Regions from separate parts of the Sus scrofa genome. Here all the other regions are linked to region 1. The links are chromatin contacts, called in public HiChIP or PLAC-seq maps. All regions are on one chromosome and are shown on one strand. The core of a region is the stretch at or near the end of the contact, and the rest is flanking DNA. Distances in the headings are between cores, read along the strand shown. Region 1 has its middle 170 kb from the start of TMEM167A. Region 2 overlaps VCAN (versican). Region 3 overlaps VCAN (versican).

Region 1 (4,257 bases), core at 403-2,902:
CCCACTGGTTGAGGCCAGGGATAGAACCTGTGTCCTCATGGATGCTAGTTGGGTTCATTAACCACTGAGCCATGACGGGAACTCCATAATTCTTTATTCTAATAAAATCTTACACATTAGCCCAAATATCTGGGAAAAAATAAAAACCAGTCTAGTAAAAGGAGGACTGGGAGACCCAGAACCTCCAGCTCTACAGCAGATGGATCCACTTCCTGTCCACTCCACACCCTCCTTCCCATAGCACATCTCAATAGACCTCTCAGAGTCAAAATGGAAAAACAAAAAAACAAACAAAAAAAAAACAAAACAGAGTAGCTGAGTCTACAAAACACCAACAAATATTTGGGAATTTTCTGTGTAATCTAATCAGGAGAAGAAAATGGAAAGCGAATAAATAAATAAGGAGGGGGAGATAGGGAAAAATCTGGAAGAAGTTTCATCAATATGTTACTTGTGGTGTTTTTTGTTTTTTTTTTTTTTGTCTTTTTAGGGTCACCCCCTTGGCATATGGAGGTTCCCAGGCTTAGGGTCGAATCAGAGCCACAGCTGCTGTCCTACACCACAGCCACAGCAACTCAGGATCCGAGTCTCGAATCTCGTCAGCTACCTGCAACACAGCTCACGGCAAGGCTGGGTCCTTAACACACTAAACAAGGCCAGGGATGGAAACCACGTCCTCACAGATACCAGTCGGGGGGTTTGAGCCACAATGGGAACTCCTTATGGAGATTCTCTGATGATGAGATTATCAGCAATATTTTTCCACTTTTGGCTTTCTGTCTTTCCATATTGTTGACACAGTTGATAGTACAGATACTGCCTTTGTTTAAGAGAAAAAAATAAAAGGAACTTGAATTAAAATCTAAACAAGCTAATGAGGAACACAGCAACAGCTCGTAGTGCATTTTATTTTTACGGCACACCAAGAGGGAAAAGTAGACAAAAGAAAAGCCAGAGTGTAAAGTGAGTCAGATTGAGGCAAATCTCAGAGCTCCTTAGTGACTCAGAAGTGAGAGAGATGGTTCTGAGTGAGAATGAAATCAGCAGCTAACATTTGTCTCCCATTTGCTCATTCTTGCTCACAGAGCCCTCAGCATCCAGGGCAGACAAAGGGCTATCACTGTTGGTGACAGGCTGTTTGTCAGCCTGATCTCTGTGGAAACAAGGTGAAATGGGAATGAGCCTATTTTACTATTTAGGCTCCAAATGCATCAGAAGTGAGAAGCCCTGTGTTGTGTCTAGATATTACTTTCTGTCAAGGCCATTCTTTGGTAAGCACTTTCTCTTTTGATGACTAAAATTTTTTCAATTTTGAATTGCCTGTTTTTTTTTTTGTTTTTTTTTTCCCCCTCTTCTCTGCAAACTACTCAGGGAGGGAATGAAAAGCCAAGTCATCTATTTATTTCCCTTTTTAAACTGGAAAGCACATATTGCAAAATTATCCTGCAGTTGTTCTCCTAGACACCAAGTTACAGAAAAAATGGAAGTCGTTAGAGGCAGTCAACTTTCTAATTTTTCAGTGTTTGTGGAATTTAACTGCACATTGGTGCTTTCACCATCAAATTCTCCCCCAAATATATTCTCAGAGCAGAGGGAAGTGATGTTTCACATCAGTTTCTTTTCTGCAGCTTCACACTATTGCAGGTCAGGTGGTTCAACAGGAGAGCTGGCAAGTTGCAGCCCTGGCTCTGGGGAAAGAGTCTCTGGGCTTTGGGGCAGTAGCGGGAAATTGTTCTTCCTGCCAAAGGGGAATTGAAAAATCCCTGGGTCTGTCCACTGAGATTCCACATTGGGTCAGAGAGAAGAGCTCCCTAGCTGGAGAGAAAGAAAGCCTCCAGCACAGTCAAGCAGGCTGTCAAGATTCTGTTGAACATGAAGGAGATAAGTAGAGCTTTTTATAGAAGTCTATGGATCCAACTCAGTATTTAAGACCATTTTTAGTGCAGACAAAGCCTAAGAGCTCCCTGACTATAATCATTAGGGTGTAAAGTGAAAGGCGGACATGTAGCTTGGGATCCACACGGGATTCCCCAGAATTTAGAAGACATCCCAGCTGGGCCAGTCCCCTTCCCATGCACATTCTGGCTAAGAATCAACATTTCCTTGAGGAGCAGGATCTGGGGGCTCATCTCAGAACTCACTGCCCATCTTTTGAAGCCTGTTTACTAAGCTGCATGTTCTCACACTGCTGCTTTAAGGATTTCCAGCCAACATGTCCTGCAATGGCTGTAAAGTTTCTGCAGGTCTTGTAAAAATAAGATAGCAAGGGCTCCTCTTCTGAAGTACTGACTTTGTGAAGGTATTTTACAATCTTTTCTCCTAAGATAATAGTCCTTCAAAGTCCCTATTTTTTTTAGGACCAGGATTAGCATGGTGAGGCAGATGATGAATTTACTACAGGAGCGAAATTTAAGGGGTTCATCAAAATCTAAGTACCCCCCCAAAAACAGTATTTTAATGTAATTTTTTAAAAAAATGAAAATGAGGTGTTCCCTTGTGGCTCAATGGGTTAAGGATCCAGTATTTTCATTGCAGAGGCTAGAGTCACTGCTGTGGTGTGGGTTTGGTCCCAGGCCTGGGAACTTCTGCATGCTGAGGGTATGGCCAAAAAAAAAAAAAAAAATATATATATATATATATATATATATATATGAAATGATTACCCAAACTCCATGAAGAATAAAACATAATTTGAAATAAAAATGAGCTGTGTGTTTTACAACCCTGTACTATTACCCAACAGCACGTCTCCCACTAGCAGTTGATTAGGGTTGGTAATGGTGTAAGCGCAGATTGGGCAACGCAGAGCTTTATATAAAGGCACGGTTTTTCACTGGAGTTTTTCTACTTGATTCAAAATAGGAGACAGTATTTTGATACATATAGAGAAGAAGGTATATTCTTCCTTTGTTTCAGGCCCCAACATGGCTCAACAGGCTACTACATATTATTTTCCTAAATTTACACATTTCCCTAAATTTAGAGGCAGGAGCTAACCTGCCCAGGGTCATGTGAACTCGTGAGTTTTTGCCTGGGGTTCCGTCCCAGCAGCTTGCCCTGCTGAACATGCTGCATCACACAGACTGTGGCTCTGCAGGGACAACATTCTTTCATGTTATGTTAAATGTTTCTGGCTCCCCAGGGGGCAAAACCATGTAAGCAGCATGTCTGTCTGGGATGTACAGAGCTTTGCATGGGTATGTCTGGCTCCAGGTGTGACTTGGAAGAAGCTGGACAAGACCTGGATCACAGGTGCCTCATTCTCCTCCAGCACAAGTCCTTTTGCCTTGATGCCTCATAAAAGTGAAATTTTGGTTTTCTTTACATAATATGCCATGATGTGAAAAAGGTCAGAAGATCCCACATGCTGTCAGATCCAAGCTCATTTCTACTTGGGAGTTCTAATTCTCTTTCATTCTCTCTGTACTGACCTCCTACCCTATCTCAGGAAAGGTTAGAACAGCGATGCTGTAACTTAGTCATTTGAAGCTAGTAATTTCAATAATTTTGACATAATTAAGAGCTTCCTCATTCCATCACCTCTTGTATTAGCAGTGTAAGAGTCTATCTCTCCCACTGAAATGTGCAATTCCTTGAGTGGTTGGACCTTGTGTCACTACATGGTGTATCTTTTTCCTTTCCTGCTTCAACTCTAGAGTCTAGCACAGTGCTTTGCATGCATCAGCGCTTAATAAATGCTAATCGGAGTGAGAATTAGAATATGAAAATGTTTTGTTGTGTCCTCCTAAGGGAATATGTTGGGAACATGCAAGCACATACAGAGCTATTCAGAATTCTTCAAATAAGCTCATGATCCAGTCAACTGCTCATTGTTACCATCTGTGCATTCACTCCTTCAAATATAATCATTTGCCATAAGCGTGTATGACTTAGATACCACAAAAAATAAAAGAGCAGTTTTAAGTCCCAAACTCAAAACTGGGCAATTTAGTTGTTAAAACTATTATTCAACTGATAGTTGCTTTTCATTCAGGCGCCCAACTGAGAGAGGAGGCCCACAGTATAATTCACTAGAAGAAGTTCCCCTTCAAAATTTATTAGTGGAAATTTAGGACATTGCTTGAAGTTATTTTATAAAATTCCGGCATGCTTTCTTTCTTTTTTTTAAAAGAACTTTTTATTTATTATTATTTATTTATTTTTTGTCTTTTGAGGGACGTACCCGCAGCATATGGAGGTTCCCAGACTAGGGGTCTAATCAGACGTGTAATTGCTGGCCTGTGCCAGAGCCACAAC
Region 2 (4,496 bases), core at 32-2,531, 580 kb before region 1:
ATAGCACGCTAACTGGATCAGGGGAGCTTTCATTCTGCTCTGAGTGAAGAGGCAGCACCGCTGAAACTGTTGGGAATCCATCAACAGTAACAGCTTCAGCACTTGGAACCTCAGGATGTTTGTCCAGGGATCTATCAGAAACAAATGTGGCACTTTCTTGCCTAGTTGCCTGAGTAGTTCCAGAAGTGTGGACTAAATCCACCATATCCAATTCCCCAGATCCTTCTCCAGAATGTTCATAAAACAAGTCAGATGGTTTTGGTGTTGATGTAACAAATCCTTTCGCCATTTCAAGTCCATAAGTTCTAGCCAGAAAATCAGTGGAAGGGGTTGCGGTTTCTTTCATTTCTTCTGTTGGAGAATCTTCATTGGAGACTTGATCCGTCATAGGCTGTGGTCCACTAGTCTGGATTTCTTCTGCCCAACTGTGTGTCTGATTTTGAGGATGTTCAGTGTGTGTGGAGAAAGTGAGAGGTGCCACTGAGGGTCCTTCTGTTCTGTTGTCACTTAAAATTTCCAGTGAGGTTGTGCCGGATGCTGTCTCACTATCTTCAAAACTGCTGTCTGTTTTGGAAACAAGTGGTCTAAGTTCCTTTGTCACATATTCCATTCCCTCATGGTCTTCAGTTGTATTGTTTAAGATACTGGTTTCTAAAGTTTCCCCTTGAGAAGTCTGGGGAGACAACGTGCTAATGACTTGTTCCATTTCAGTCAAATTCACTGATACTGTAGCAGGCACAACTTCTTCTCCTGATCCCAGTCCAGAGAATAAAAGATCAGTATCCGACTCTTTTATTACTGGTCTCATAACTTTGGGAATGGGTTTTACACTTTCTGGCTCTCTGGTTGTTGAATCTGTAATTACACTTTCAGCTGGGACTGATGCAGTCACTGAGGCAGTAGCTAAGGAAAAATGGGATTTTTCAGTAACTTCAGGGAGAACAGTATACGACTCCAAGCCCTTTGAATCTAGATTTGGAGTGAACACATCAGCTAAAGGAATGCCTTCCTCCATTTCCTCATCAGTACCATAAGTTTTCTCTGTTGTCAGTACAGAATCATCTGTGGTTCGGAGGTGAGTTTCAGGAAAGGTTTGTGAATCGAAAATTGTTTGTTCTGGTGCTAAAGAGCTTTGAGGGGACTCAAAAGATCTTTGTTCTTGAATCTTTTCCTCTGACACTATTTTACTTTCAATTCCTTGAGTTACAGGGTTGACTTCGTGCTGGGGCCATAATTTGTCTGGCTCCGTGGTCTGGGGGAAGTCCACTGAAACTGTGCCATCGACCATCACTTCCCCTTTTTCTGTTGAAGCTTTAGTACTTCTGGCTTCTGCTGTCGGCCAAATGGTGGCTCTTTCTTCAGTTTCATTGATAGCACCTTTTTCTCCCAGTCCTTGATCAGTAAATGGGGAATCTGTACCAGAGATATTTCCCACAGCACTGGGAAACACTTGGTCAACAGAGCTGCTTACTGCAACCAATTGCTCACCCGAACCCTCAGCTGAGGCTGTGAACTCTTCCCAAGGGAAGGCTGAAGTGCTGACCAAGGTGCTGTCAGGTCGTTCTGAGTCAGCTACATGAATAGTGTGGTCTGAAGGAGGTATTATGGATGGTGAAATCTGGGTGTCCTTAAATGCTGCATCCCCAGAGCCTTCCAGCCCTACTGTTTCTTCTTTTGTTATGGGTTGAGATACTGTTGAGTATTCGCTCAAGTCACCACTGAAATCTTCCTCCATAGGAAAACCTGTAGACAAGACCTTTATTTCTGCCCCTTGACTTGGTTCTCCTGAGATCTCTGAAATCAAGTTTGCCTTGGATGTCTGGCTTATAATTTCAGCAACCTCTGTGTCTGTTGCAGTGCTCCAAACTAGTCCAGTTGGCTCAAAAGGCAATATAGTTTCCACATGTGGAGACAAAGTGCCAGCTGCTTCCTTTTTGGTTTGAATTTCAGGCTCTACGATGAATGAAAATGAAGAAACAGTGGTAGTTTCCAGGTCATCAGCAGCTTCTCCAGAGCCCTGTTCCATAAAGAGAGAGATGGGGCTACTGGGGATAGTGGACAGCCCTTCCTCAAACCCAGGTTGACCGCTACTGCTGGGCTCTGTGGTCTGCTCCCCTAGATTATCTAAGACATTTGTTTCTGCAAAGACAAGAGTAGAACTTGTCATTTCCGTTTCAGACTCTGTGGGTGTCGTCAAGAACGTAAAACTTTTCGTGGCAGCAGATGCTGAATCACCAGATGTAGCTTCATTTGGGTTTCCTAATTCAGAGGGTAAAATTAATTGATCTGATCTCTGTGTAGGTGAATGTGCCTCAGTTGTAGAAGCTGTACCTGTAGTTCCCTTCTCCTCATCTTCCCTTGTCTTCCCCTCAAGAGATGTACTAAAAACCCCCTCAAAAGTGTCTGATTCCCTTACAAAGTTGGTAGGCACTACTGCAGAAGGTGGTTCAGAAACTGAATGCAAGGTGGTTGCAGAAACATGCAAAAGGCTTTCTGTGATCATTATCTTGCTTGTGTCTGAAGTAACGAGGACATCGGTAGTATTTTTCTGTGATAAACCAGTGGCCAAGACAAACATTTTATCTTTATCTTCTTCTGCTTCCCCAGAGGCTTCTAGAATTGAGATTGAAGGACTCCCTGAGAACTCTACAACTTGTCTAGAGGTCATTCCCACCCAGCTTTCTATCGTGGACATCGGCTCATCAGGCTGTGGATTTCCTGTCAAGGTAACTGATTCATCCTCTGAAACATATACCGATATAGGACTTGGAACTGTACTTGGAGTATATGTGGTAGAGATTATTTTTTCTGCCTCTTCACCAAATGTTACTTCTGTAGCCCCTGAAAAGACTATTTTCTGAGATTCTTGGTCAATGGCAGCATCTCCTGAAGACTCTTCAGGAAGCAGAGGTACAGACTCAGTGTGCTCATGCGTCAGATCACCAAGTTCAGGGCTTGTCTCTGTGGTTGATTCTGGCCCCTCTGTGGCATCTCCCTTGTGGACTGGGGCTGTGGGGAAAATATCAGGCTCACCGCTTGAAAAATGTTCTGGTGTTTCCCGGTAAATCTCGGGTCTCCACGTAATTTCAAGGGATTCCTTTGTTTCTTTAGATTCATTAGGTTGCATGGCAGTAGACAAGCCAGTTTTGGCCATTACAAACTGCTGACTATCACTTTCACCGCTGTCTGAAAAATTTTGAGAAGGTGCAACACTTTCAAACTGGCCACGCCTAGCTTCTGCGGCTTCTGGGTCCTTGGGCACAGTGGTAACTAGCTGCTTCCCATTTATGTACTGCACTGAGGGGGTAGTCGTGACGTCAGTGGCATTGGCACACTCCTCATCTTCCTCTTCATCTTCCTCACTGTGGTATATACCGATTTCAATGATCTCAGGCAACATTTCAGCAATTAGATCATGCTCTGGATCTGTTTCTTCACTACAAGGTTCATCTTCTTTAGAGTCTGAATCTATTGGATGACCACTTACACTCAAATCACTCATTCGACCTGAAAAAAACAAAGAGTTTTCACAATACTTAAATAGAAGATTTGGCAGTGTATGACAGAAGAAATCGACAGCAAGGCTGGATGATCACACTCTCAACACACAAAGAAGGATTCAAATCTTTTCACATTAAGAGCCACCACCCTCCTACATGTGGTTCTCATCCTTCACATTTGCTGTTTTATGCTAACAATGGGAAAAACAAATCCAATTTAAGATTGTAGCCACAGGTTATGAAAGCCCTTCAACATGTTTAACAAAGCAATGGTCTTAAAATAAAACAAGGAATCATGTACACACAACGTAATCGTGAGTTGTAGGAATTCGTCTTTGTGTAACTGAAAAAAAAAATTAAAAGTTAAGACCACTTCACCAGATCATACCTAAAGAGTAACTGTTATTCCTTATGTAGGGGGATGCTTAGATACCCTCCATTCAATAAGGAAATGAGAAGAGATTCTTTCTGACCTCTTGTCACAATCTGTCCTAGAAAAGATTGTTTTTAGAAAATTAAGAGATTTCTTTTATTGCCCCTACACAGTCAATGACAGCCCCACCCTGGCGCAACAGTGAGATAACACTTAGCTGTATAGGCTGCAGCCACTTCCCACACACAAGGGCAGGACATGCTGGAGGTGGAGGGGGGGTGGCGGCGGTAGGGGTTCAGTTAAGGATGGTTCACAAAAAGCATCAGGAAGGAAGAAACCTCTATACTTTTACACTTTTACCCTTCATGAGAGATGATCTGGATTGAGTCAATTACTGTTTTTTTAATTAACATTTTCTCCAAAGGAAGTTCACCAGTCACTTCTAAACATTTGAACTTTTTTTAGGTCTGCACCCATGGCATATGGAAGTTTCCAGGCTAGGGATCAAATCAGAGCTGTGGCTGCCAGCCTACACCACAGCCACAGCAACGCCAGATCTGAGCCGCATCTGTGACTTACACCATAGCTCACAGTAACACCGGATCCTTAACCCACTGAGTGAG
Region 3 (4,551 bases), core at 425-2,924, 600 kb before region 1:
ACAACAGCCTATGTTTTCCTTGGCTTGTAGGTTAATCAAATGAAGCCTGTGAGATTTAATATAATTAAATTAATGTTGATATGCAGTGTGACTTGTTCACAGAGAAATAGCATTTGACTTGGAGCTAAAACCACACCACAGCCAACACACATCCAGCTGCAAACACTTTACAGAAAGTCTTCTAGGATTTTCAGGTAGAAAAAGTAAAACTTCAGTTTTCGGTTTAGGGGTTTTGTTTTGCATCATTGTTTTCAGCCAAATCATGCACGATCCCTTCAACCCAAGAAACTACAAAGAAGCTTAGAAAACACAGGGAATTAGTTCATACTCCTGATTCTCTTTTCAATGTCCAGGACATCTGGGAGAGGGAGGAGGACGCGAACCTTTGTGTTTATAAAAGGGTAATAATGATACATTCCTGCAGAAAAGAGAATAATGGTTTATGACCTGCGATTTGTTACTCCTTTTCTCTGTTCCTTTTAAGTGTTTCTTCCTGGGTTAAGGGCTATTTCTTTATTGTTTCTATTGGTTTTAAAAGCTGTTTTTTTTTTTTTCTCACAATACTTTGCTTGACAGGCTGATGTGTTTATTTAAGAAAAGGGCTGGGAGGGGGGTGTCAGGATTTAAAGTCAAATCCACTAGCAGGTGGGTAATTTTCCTGCATCAATTCTGCATCATGACCAGGAGGGCAAGTGGGTAAGTATACCTGTTTGCCAATGCTGGATCATGTTTATCAAAATGAAAAAAAACTCAGTTACCTCCCAGAAATATTTTTTTCAAGTAGGACTTAAGCACAAAAGGCTATCAACTAGCCTTTGTAGCCTTTGTAATCTACCTTCATCGTAATTATCAAGGGGCAAGAGAAGTTAGTTAGAGCTAGAAAAGAAAACATTTCTGGATCTGTGAATGAGTAACTTGTTGAGAACTTTCTGACTGGATTTAGACAAATGCAGAGGAAAGGAGGAAAGGATATCTCTCTGTTTTCCCCAAACAGGATGCAGGAGAGTCAGAGGCTATGACTACTTTCCAGGAAGGTGACAAGCCAGCAGCCTTGCCCAGGGTGACATGGAGTGCTCACAAACAGAGATGACAGAAGGAAAATGTGAAAGATGTAGAAAAAAAATTTTTTTTAAATGTATAAGGATAAAGTTAGGATTTTTTTTTTTTCTTACAAATCAAATGTTTTTAAAGCTCTTCAACATGTTAAAAAGGGAACTGGATTGTCAGTTCTATTCAACCCTCAACCTCTGGACAACGCAATCTAAGGTGACATTTCCTTTGAAGTAACTGCATCTGATCCACTGAAGCATCCGGTCCCAGTGGTGAGGGGTGAGCTTTGACAGTGCTACAGGAACTCACTTAAGAGAAGCCAGAAAGGAGCAACACAGGCCACAGGAAAATTCCCCCTGTGAGAATTTTATTCCTGGGGGTCAGAGAGAGAAGGGAGCAAGTTTTAAAATTTCTGAGCTCCACAGATTTACTCTAAACCATTGGTTAGGGTGGTGTGTTAGAAAAAGTAGTGTGATTAAGATCCCTAACAGTTTCTAGTACCTTCCTAACTGTGCTGTCCATGGACACCCTATAGTCTGTAGCTGAAAAGACCATAGACTATAGTGAAAATGATTTTGACAGGATGCATATAGATGGGGAAACATAAATGATTGCATAGTGTTCCCTAATGTCTGGCTTCCTCCGTGCTTGAAAGAACAGACTCAAGACAGTGGATGAATGAAGGAAGCCCTGTCTAACCTTAGGCAACCAAGTCACCCTGAGTCAAGCAATCTATTAAAAAATGAAACGAACTGATAACATTCAGGAGTGAGGTTTCCTTTTGGATTTTGCATTTGGATGATGAGGTTTTTTTTAAAGCTAAAGATCTGAGTAACTGTCAGTTTCCTAAAATTGCATGAAAAATATGCCCTGATATAACTCAAACCTTCAAAAAGTTTGCTTTCTTCTTCACAAAGCGTATATGTTCTTGGGACAACCACATGGACAAATGTATCATCATTTCCAGTAGGAACATCTGTTTTCCTTTGGGTTAATAACTTTTGTAAGATGCATTATGCTCAGTTACATATTTTAGTTTCTGAGAAACATTTTTTTTCTTTTCATCCTATTTGAAATGCCACCTATTATGTTTTATTGTTTTTCCTACTGATACAACTTTAAATTACTTTTCTTAATTAAAGTATAGTTTACAATGTTATATCAATTTTTGCTGTACAGCAAAGTGACCCAGTTGTCTATACATTCTTTTTCTCATATCATCCCATAAATAAAATATTAATTTAGATAAACAAGAACTGTCATATAGAGATTCATCCAAAAGACTTATTTGGTCATTTCAAGATTCAAAAGGTAACAGAGTGAGTCGGTTGAGCAATGTATGGATATTGATTATCATTCACATATCTCTTTTTGTCAACCACTCTGCTAGGTGCTGAAAAAATGGAGATGGAAGTTAATTCCTGCCTCAGAAAGCTCAGGGTCAGGAAATTAACACCACAGGGGTCAGTGGTAGAATGGGAAGAGGTCACCAAAAGGGCTCTGTAGGAGCTTTCAGTCACATCCAGCTAGGAAGGCTTCCTGGAAGAAGAAGACTCAACTAAGCAAGGTATTCAAACACAAATCAAATGAAATTAGGGTAAGAGGGTAAGAAATTAGCGTAGCATTCTAAGTATTCTAAACATTCTAAGGGCTAATGGATGCAACCCTGGGAGAAGTGAAAAACGTCATGGCTTATTCCATGAACTGCAAGTATTTTGAGATGACACACCTTGGGAAGTGGCCGATGGGCTTGGTATGCCCCACTAATTATTACAGAATTTTATACTGAAGGCTAGAGGAAGATGTTGCAGAATGAAAAAGGGAGTAACCCTAGTTGAGAACAAGGGGACAGGAAGGTCATAGACACTGGAAAACAGATGGGGGGAACACTTCAGACTGGTCATTCATTTAACAATAGGTTAAAGAAGGAACTTAAAAGTCAGCTAATAGTAGAGAGGCTAGATAAGAAATGTTTGTTTAAGTTCGCCAGCTTTAATGTGTATTTAACTTGGATGGTTTAACTTGGCGTCTTTGAAGACATTACTTGGGTGGCAAGTAAAGTCATTCATTATTGAAGTTATTTGTCAGGGTTTCTAATAAGCACTTGGGGCATTTTGCTGTTAGAGATCAATAGCCAAGTTAAAGAATGACTGGTGAGGAGAAAACCAACCAGAATGTGACTGCTTAGTAGGCAACTGAGTGACAGAGTGAAAACTGAAATGTGTTCAGAGGAAATAGCTTTAATGGAAATCACAGGGTAAGCCTAGACTCAGTTTTGTTCAGGAGCAACACTTTTGGGAAACTGATTGGGTAAACACCCCAAATAAATAATAAAAAAAGATTTTAAAGATGAAACAAAAATAAGAATTTGGAATTTTATATAATGATATCAAACTCCTATTATAGAAACCAATAATGTGGAAGAAATCTACCAGAATCTCAATAAGGGCAATGTAGATAACTTGGCGAAACAGCATTATTCATTTAGTGTAAGCCTATAAATTGAATTAGCCTAGCTATAAATCATAATCATATCACACATGGTATACTGAAAGGTTATTGGAAGCAGTGTCCAACTATTTCAAGAAAAGAAAGGATTGAAATTGAGGCCTAATATAAACTTGTTTGTTTTTACTGTAAGACTAAATAACAAAAGATCATATATGGTACATATCAAAGGTTCTTTTTGTTTTAATACTGCGCTACCTCCCAAGAAGGATAAGCTCTAGTAAACCTTTCAAACAAAAAAATGGGGGTGGGGGGAGGGGAGAAATCACTCTAAAACATAAACAAAGTCCTTAAAATTGCACACAGTTAACACTGTTCCCAAGTGTAAGCAGATACTGCTCTTCCCCATGAAGAGTTTACTATCAGGGATATTTTCAAAAGCAAGACACTTGGAGTAAACAGTGAAACAAAGGAGAACTATTTTATTCAAAGGCCTGAGCACATATGGAACCTGTTAAGGGGACGGTGGCTGTAGAAAGAACTACAAACGAGTTTAAGAGACACCTAGGCTGTCTCCGAAAGGAAGGGATGGAGGCAAGGGTGGTTAGAAAAGCAGAAAGTGGGCCAGAGATCAGTCAGATGGGAGGGAGACAGGCTGTTGGGCAGATGGTCTCATCTGTTCCAAAATGTTCAAAGTTAAGGGACACTCCTTAGCACACTTTTATTTTACACAAAGAGTGAATTAAGAAGAAACCAGGGGGCTGTCGAAGTTTTTCCTGGATTTACTTGTGTCATTTCTTTGAGAAACTTTGATGTTAATGTAATTCATTTGCTGCCTTCTTCAAAATGAGGCCCTTATACTTGGGGCTCTCTCCAAAACCCTTAGGTTTCAATGAAAAAATGTGAGTTAATTAAGAGTAAGGTTCTTGTTGATGTTGTAGAGTTATCTATGTTACGTGTTATCTTCCTAGCACAATTTCAGAGGAAGATCAATATTTCTCCTTTGACAAAGTGCAATCAATGGCTGCTTATGTGCCAAGTTTAGGACCGATC

What was found. HiChIP or PLAC-seq counts read pairs in DNA pulled down with a chosen protein or histone mark.
Region 2: an H3K27ac HiChIP or PLAC-seq map of alveolar macrophages shows a contact between it and region 1. The contact joins two enhancer-like sites.
Region 3: an H3K27ac HiChIP or PLAC-seq map of alveolar macrophages shows a contact between it and region 1. The contact joins two enhancer-like sites. A contact is called at or near these places in 2 of 47 Hi-C or Micro-C datasets (embryonic fibroblasts and fetal skeletal muscle) and 1 of 2 datasets of contacts at active chromatin or transcription factors (alveolar macrophages).

The regions. Positions count from the first base shown.
Region 1 is chr2:91,183,751-91,188,007 of Sscrofa11.1, reverse strand. No RefSeq gene overlaps it. Among named protein-coding and RNA genes, the nearest start is that of TMEM167A, 170 kb to the left of the region's middle. Within about 2 kb of position 1,652, at least 13 of the 83 cell types and tissues checked have an H3K27ac peak or open chromatin away from gene starts, as enhancers often do. A contact at or near this core is called in alveolar macrophages, where this site is marked.
Region 2 is chr2:91,767,031-91,771,526 of Sscrofa11.1, reverse strand. It overlaps VCAN (versican), which reads right to left. Exons shown (of 15, transcript NM_001206429.1): 8 at 1-3,507. Among named protein-coding and RNA genes, the nearest start is that of VCAN, 69 kb to the right of the region's middle. Within about 2 kb of position 1,281, at least 3 of the 83 cell types and tissues checked have an H3K27ac peak or open chromatin away from gene starts, as enhancers often do. A contact at or near this core is called in alveolar macrophages, where this site is marked.
Region 3 is chr2:91,787,619-91,792,169 of Sscrofa11.1, reverse strand. The region is part of intron 12 of VCAN (versican); the gene reads right to left. Among named protein-coding and RNA genes, the nearest start is that of VCAN, 90 kb to the right of the region's middle. Within about 2 kb of position 1,674, at least 7 of the 83 cell types and tissues checked have an H3K27ac peak or open chromatin away from gene starts, as enhancers often do. A contact at or near this core is called in alveolar macrophages, where this site is marked.